Linked DNA regions of Gossypium hirsutum: region 1 is linked to region 2. Evidence: chromatin contacts called from public Hi-C data. All regions are on one chromosome and are shown on one strand. The core of a region is the stretch at or near the end of the contact, and the rest is flanking DNA. Distances in the headings are between cores, read along the strand shown. Region 1 holds the start of LOC107915881 (probable LIM domain-containing serine/threonine-protein kinase DDB_G0286997). Region 2 holds the start of LOC107914549.

Evidence for each region. A called contact is a pair of places that touch in the nucleus more often than the background predicts.
Region 1: a Hi-C map of leaf shows a contact between it and region 2, with 2.0 times the contacts expected there. The contact joins the promoter of LOC107915881 here to the promoter of LOC107914549 in region 2.

Annotation. Positions count from the first base shown.
Region 1 is chrD10:19,826,259-19,829,899 of Gossypium_hirsutum_v2.1, reverse strand. LOC107915881 (probable LIM domain-containing serine/threonine-protein kinase DDB_G0286997) reads right to left here and starts at 1,737. Exons shown (of 1, transcript XM_016845075.2): 1 at 811-1,737. The coding sequence starts at 1,615. The coding sequence ends at 1,097.
Region 2 is chrD10:19,614,094-19,617,579 of Gossypium_hirsutum_v2.1, reverse strand. It overlaps LOC107914549, which reads right to left and starts at 1,504. Exons shown (of 2, transcript XM_016843491.2): 1 at 743-1,504. The coding sequence starts at 1,308.

The sequences.
Region 1 (3,641 bases), core at 488-2,987, 210 kb before region 2:
TCCCCTCATTCAAATGGGACAAGATTTGTGTACTGTGGAAGGAGAAAGGAAGTGCAGAAAGATTCCAAAAATCACACCCCAAATTAAATATGAAGATAGGAACCTTTATCTATGCTACATAAATGTATTAAATTATGAGACCATCAACCACCAAGTAAATTATGCAACAAAATCTTAGTGTCCTTTCAAACACTCTGATTCTTTTGTTCATTAAATTCATACAACATGAGCATTAAGTAGTTTATATCAATGTAGGGTACACTATATGATCATATTCCCAAAGAAAACCTCAGCTGGTGCACAAAATTATTAATCAGCACCATGCAAAGGAAACACTTCCCTAACAGTTCCTAAAATTTGTGGCTGAAATTTGTCTATGAATTCTTTTGAGTTTCAGGGGCTGTCTGTTATATAACATTTTCCCTCCTTATTTAGTTTAGGATTAACTAGATATTTCAATTTCTAAACTTGACCGAGTTGTAGTGTTGTCATCTACTAAGATCCTTGCTCACTAAAACCAAATTTTAAAATATTTCCTTAATGAACTTTAAGCACTCTCAACAGTTACTTGTTTTTTTCTTTTTCTGAAGTTGGGAAAATGATGCGCATGTATTGTTGAATGTTGAATGGAATGTAAGAGTTAAGCATTATGTGGGGGTGGGTGCATTAAACCCCATGTTTGTAACATAATAATGGTGACTATGAAGGAAGGTAAATGTACCTCTCTCATATAAAACATATGATTAATAAGTTCATTGGGCTTTGTTACTCTTTAAATGCAAAATTTTTACAACTACTATATATCTATCATTAACGAAAACAGATTTTATTAACAGTAAGATACAACTGAGAAAATTACAAATATTTTTTTTCCGGCAATAGTAAATGATTTAGTACCATAAATTCTGTAGTTTTGGGTGTTTTCACAGCTTTAACTAACCATAGACCAACTAAAATACATTCCTAGATGGTTGCAATTACAAAGTAAATGAACACAAACGTGAGAGAGATTCTCATCCACCAAATCTGTATGTTTACTCAGATCCATGTTAAACAGCTGAGGATATATGTTCAGCAGTCGTATCATCCACGAAGCTTACCGATACTTCCCCCTACCAATATCGAAACACAGAGTGGAAGTTGGTGACCTAATGGCTGCAGTATCAGCTTCATCATCTGGGGTAAAAAATCGACTCCTCTTCTGGTATTTTTCGGGCCTTATTGCAAGAAATATTGGTGAAGAAGAAGGAGGAGGAGGAGGTGATGTAGGCACTAGACTGCTGGTTTTCTTCAAACTGATCATCTTTGGGAACAATGCCTGGAAAAGACCAGATCTTGAGTGCTTATTCTTGATGGGTTTGGAGTTGGAGTTGGAGTAGTATGATGGAGGAGGAGTGAGAGGAGGAATGGATGTATCAGAGAATGTGTATTTGGGTGTCCCAGGCTGAGACTCCCACATGAAAGGGACAGCACCGGGCAGTCCGCCATAGTAGACCCTGAAAGAAGGATTGGCGACAGAGTTTTCCTTAGATAAAAGCCTGGAAAAGAACTTGTCATCTTGCTTAATTTCGAGACTCTTATTATGGGGAAGATGATCAGGACTTGTGGTAAACATCTTGGGATGAAATTTGTGGTGGTGGTGGTGGTGTTTTTGGGGTTTCAGTGATCAATTGGTTTAGGGGATTATATGAAGGAAAATAATCCCAGAGCCAGAGAGGAAGGCTTTAGGCTTGAAGATCTCTCTACTTTTGGGGTTATATAGTATTAGAGAAGCAGGACCAGCAGAAGTGAAGTGAAATCAGAAGTAAAGACATGTCAGAATATTACTTTACATGACTTATCCAAAAGAAAAAGAAAAAAAGCAATATTGCGGTATCCATCACCAAAGCTTTTTTACTCACACTTCAATTTTACTATTACAATAAATTATTATAAATATTAATTAATTGTTTTAATAAATAAATTAAATTCAATCCACCGCAATAATTTTAGGGATAAATTACACATAAAAGTCCTTTTTTTTAAAATTTACCGATATGGGCCCGGTATTTTATTATTTACTAGAATGGGTTATTTTTCTCGAAATCGCGTCCACGTCAGCGCGATATCAGGAAATGTGTCAGCAAATCGCGTCCACGTCAGTGCGATTACTTACGTGGCAACAAATCGCATCTACGTAAGCGCGATTTGCTGACATGGAAGCAATAATTCATGAACAATTTATGTTTTTTAGCTTGGAAAACTTTGAAAGGCCATAACTTTTGGCTCGGTTGTCCGATTGAGACGATTTTTTTTATTTCGAATAAATTTTCGAGATCTACGCGCTGAAAAATGGACGAAGGCAGTTTGCCGCAGTTTTCATTGAAAATGATCCTTTTTTGCCTCTAAATTTTGATTTTTCGGTTTAAAATTGAATTTTGAAACATTCAAATCATTATTTTCTTTATTTATTTGAAGTAAACACCGGATTTTTTTTACAGAATTGTTGTATTATTTTTTTTGATTTGACACGTATATGGAATAGGTCCGATAAATCATTAGAACGTAAGTAATATAATTAAGATAATAACAGTATTTTTATAATATGTTAATTAATTAGTTTAGCTTAGTTGGTTAAGATGCTTGCTCTTTTCCCTTAGTACCTTGGTTCAAATTTTGTTGGTAATAATTTTGAATCTTTTTTGTACTTGTTGCATTTATTTTTTTAATCAATTAACTCTTCAATATTACATTAATATATATTATTAGGGGCAAAATACCAAAAAAAAGGGTAAATTACACATAAAAGCCCTATTTTTTTAAAAATTTATCGAAATAGGCCCGGTATTTTATTATTTACCGGAATGGGCCATTTTTCCCAAATCGCGTCCACGTCAGCACGATGTCAGGGGACGTGTCAGCAAATCGCGTGGACGTCAGCGCGTTTTGCTGATGTGTCAGAAAATCGCGTCCTCGTAGGCGCGATTTGTGTCCACGTAAGCAAAGCCGCTGACATGGACGCGATTTGCTGACACGTTCCCTGACATCGTGTTGACGTGGACACGATTTTGGGAAAAATGGCCCATTCCGGTAAATAATAAAATATCGGGCCCATTTCGGTAAATTTTAAAAAAATAGAGCTTTTTTTGGTATTTTGCCCTAATTTTAGATTAAATCCACACACATGGTGAGATTTAAATATGTGATCTCAAAATCATCAAAATCTCCATCTTATAAGATTTATTTTCACTTTAACGGCTTTGGCAATATGATCAGTTATTCGAGACTCAAGATTATTTCATTTTCTATTAATGCTAGCAATGTACAATAGTTAAATAGGATCTTTTTCTTCTTGAGACCTTTAATTTTTTTTCATCATGTGAGAGTCCGAATTAATTCATGTTTATCTACTTCTATCCATGTGTGGAGGGGGGAGAAACCTTTGTACTCAGTTACAAAATTTATTTTGCATTTTGTAGTGGTTTCATTTTTCTATTAATAGGAGTTTTGAGTCTTGATTTATATTGTTCTAATGAATCAACATTAAATTTTAAAACATTTTCTAATTAAACATATTATAATTAAGATGACATTTAGCTAAGTATATGATATTTCAACTCAAAGTGAGATAGAAATATATATGTTCAATTTTTTAAACAACT
Region 2 (3,486 bases), core at 255-2,754:
TAAAATTAATGAATTATTCCATAGAAGATCAACTCTCATAATTGTGACATTTTCCCCTATTATTTGGCTTATTTTGATGTTTTATAAACCAAAGAAAAAAAACACTTAATCAATATATATAGATAATAAGCATATCAAATTAGTTTAAATTAGATACAGATAAATCTAAAATTTACACCAAAACTTGGATTTTATACATGCAATTCAAATTTCATTTACCTACTACATCTACATATCATTATTTTGTATGTATATAACGGACACAACTATTTATATTTACCTAACATAAACACTTATAGATTTTTTGGCTTTTTTTTTTTAAATGTATCAATGTTTTCGAAGGCTAAATTTTTTATAGTAATGCTTCATCTTGTTTTAAAATAAAAGTTTAATTTACAAAATAAAAACATTTAGTCATAATTGTATTTTAATTCACTTAAGTGTTTAATATGCATACTAATCATGTATAAACGTGCATGCACGTTACACATTAAGCTATAATTTTGAAATATATCTCAATTATATATACGCAAGTGATCAAGTATATTGTTAAACTGGAGGGTTAACAAAATTATTATTTTACGTTAATTTCAATTTTAACCTCTGGCCCAAGCTAAAAGAGTATAAAACTAGGTACGCAAAAATCAAAATTAGGTAGTGAATAGGGCCCAAAAAGCCCAAGGAATTTAAGGAAATTTACTCATATTTCTGTGAAAGGTGGCGGGAGGGACGGTTAGAATACCTGAAGCTGTGATACAAGTGAACGCCGATATATTGGCGAGCCCACTCCATCCTCTCGTCTTTGCAATCAACCCACACAATCTCCTCCCTCTTTCCCACCGAATTCCTCCTGTATCCCGTATCTCTCTCTTCCAACACCCCGAACACTCTCGCCGCCTCTTTCACCGTCGCCCTCACCTCCTCCCCCGCATCGATCCCATGCCGCCCTATCGCCACCACTCCATACTTCCGTGCCGATCGTATAAACCGCTCCACCGACCCCACCTCCCTTAAACCAAGGGATTGGAAATCGACCTTATCGGGTAGGCCGTGGTGGCGGAGTGTCTGGCACTCGGGTAGCGTTAGGTCGGGGATCTGTAACGACTTCTCGAGAAAGTCGGTTAAGATCTCGTTGGCAGCGGATCGTGAGCCGGTGGCGGTTGGGATGGGTGATGGAGGTGGGGCCTTGATGTTAAGCTTGCTCATACAGCGCATTACAGGTACAGCCATGGAGTCGTACAACAAGAAAGAAAGGAGAAAGGAGGGTTCGGTTGAGAGGGGTATTAAAAAAGGAGTAGACTTGATCATCTTCCTTTCGCTTTGCTTTCTCTTCTGCTCTTCTGTCCTATCGCCACCTGTACTCTGTGACTTCAAACCCTGGATCCAAATGCACTAGATTTCGCCACGTCGTTCAATAAAAAGGCCCTACCTGGGCCCCAATATTAGTTGGGACTTGTAATCTGTGTTCTTTCCGGATTTAAAAAATAAAATAAAATAGCTATTAAAATGAAAAAAGGACAACAAATTGTTGAATGGATTAAAAACCAGAAAAAGGAAAAGCAAGAATTCCTTTTCCAGTAATAAAAATTAAAAGTCTAAGTCTATTTCGTAAGCAATTTTAAAAAATTAATAAGTATTTTTTAAAATATTTATTTTTTAATATTTTATTATATTTTAATAGGGTACTTGTCAACCTTATTTATACTAAAAACTTCACTAATAATGTGTCAAGTAAATTTTCAAAATTTATTAGTCAAAAAATTACAAAGAAATTCTTGGTTGGTTTTCCTTTGTATGATTAATATTTTAATGGTTTTATCCTTATATTTCAATCATATAGATTATGCACGTCATATTTGATAGAAATTAAAATCTTTTAATTATATTTTTATATTAAAAAAACTTTTAACCATTCAATAAATATTAATATATATACTTTTTAATATCGATATGATAGAGATATCAGATAGGTTCAAATTATTGCAAGTACAATTATATCGATAAATTTAACGGTTGGATCTTTAACATTTTTCAATCTCTCCCTTATAATCTTTTATGAGTTAGTTGCACTAACCACCCCTAAACTATGACTATCATTTTAAATTGGTTCACAAACTTCAAAACATTCTAATTACATCTCAAACTTCAAAGCAATCTAATTGCATCTCAAACTTAAAAGTTATATCAATCAGGTCTTTTCATTATGATAAACATTAAATGACACGTCAAATCATATGTAGCTAAATTTGAAATGAAAACTTTTTTTTGAAAAATAAAATGAAAACTTTTTTAAAAATAAGATGTTGCAATATTACTTTTAAAAGTAAAAACTAAAAATAAAGTAAAACTAAAAAAGAAGAGATTGGATGATTAAACATACGTAAAAAGCTTCGAAAACATTAAAAAAATTAAGAAATTTTCAACATCCATTTTAATAATATGATTTTTTTCTTAAAATTTTCATTTTTGCTTATACCGTATAAGATTTGAGGTATCATTTAACATTAAATTAACTATTTTAGTAACAAAAGGACTAAATTAATACAACATATGTAATTTAAGGATGTAATGAGAATTATTTAAAGTTTAAGACTAATTTAAAATAAAGGTCATAGTATAAGGACATTTGGTGCAATTAATCTTTTTAATTTATATTTTAATTAGTCAAAATTCAAAAAGAAAGACGAAAAGTTAGAGCTTTCTCTTTCATAAATTTCTTTTGGAGGGATTTACCAAAAAAGCCAATTTTTTTTATAAAATTACCGAAATAGGCCGGTTTTTTAATTATTTACCAGACTGGGCCATTTCCCCCAAAATCGCGCCACGTCGGAGCGATGTCAGGGGACGAGGCAGAAGGTCGCGTCCACGTCAGCAGGTCGTGCTGACGTGGACGCGACCTTCTGTCACTTAGCGCGGTATCGGGAATGCGATTTTGACCCTGATTTTTACGCCTGGGTTTTATGGCTTTTAGGGTTTAGGGTGCAGGCTTTTTAGGAGTTAGGGGTCCAGGAATTTTTTTTTTCGAGTTGACGTTTCTGGTTAAATAGTGGGAAATCGCTTCTACTAGGATGTTATTTAAGAAGAAATTGTGAAATAGTGGCCTCGTGGACGCGATTTCGCTACAGTGGTCATGTGAGAAATAATTTTTTTTTGACGTTTTCTGAGAAATAGTATAAAATCGCTGATACCAGGATGCTATATGAGAAGAAATTGTGAAATCGAGCCCTCGTGGACGCGATTTCGCTACAGTTGGTCATGTAGGAAATAATTTTTTTTGACGTTTCTGAGCAAATAGTGTCAAATCGCGCCCTCGTGGACGCGATTTCGCTACAGTAGCAAGTTTGGGCTGATGCTATAAATTAGGCAGAGAATTTTCTTAGAATGCATAACTCAGAGCAGAAACATTTTAGGTTAGGGTTAGGGAATTTAGAGTTTCAAAATGAGTGAACGTATTAGTGCTGTTATTTACTACGATGGTGAGGTTTG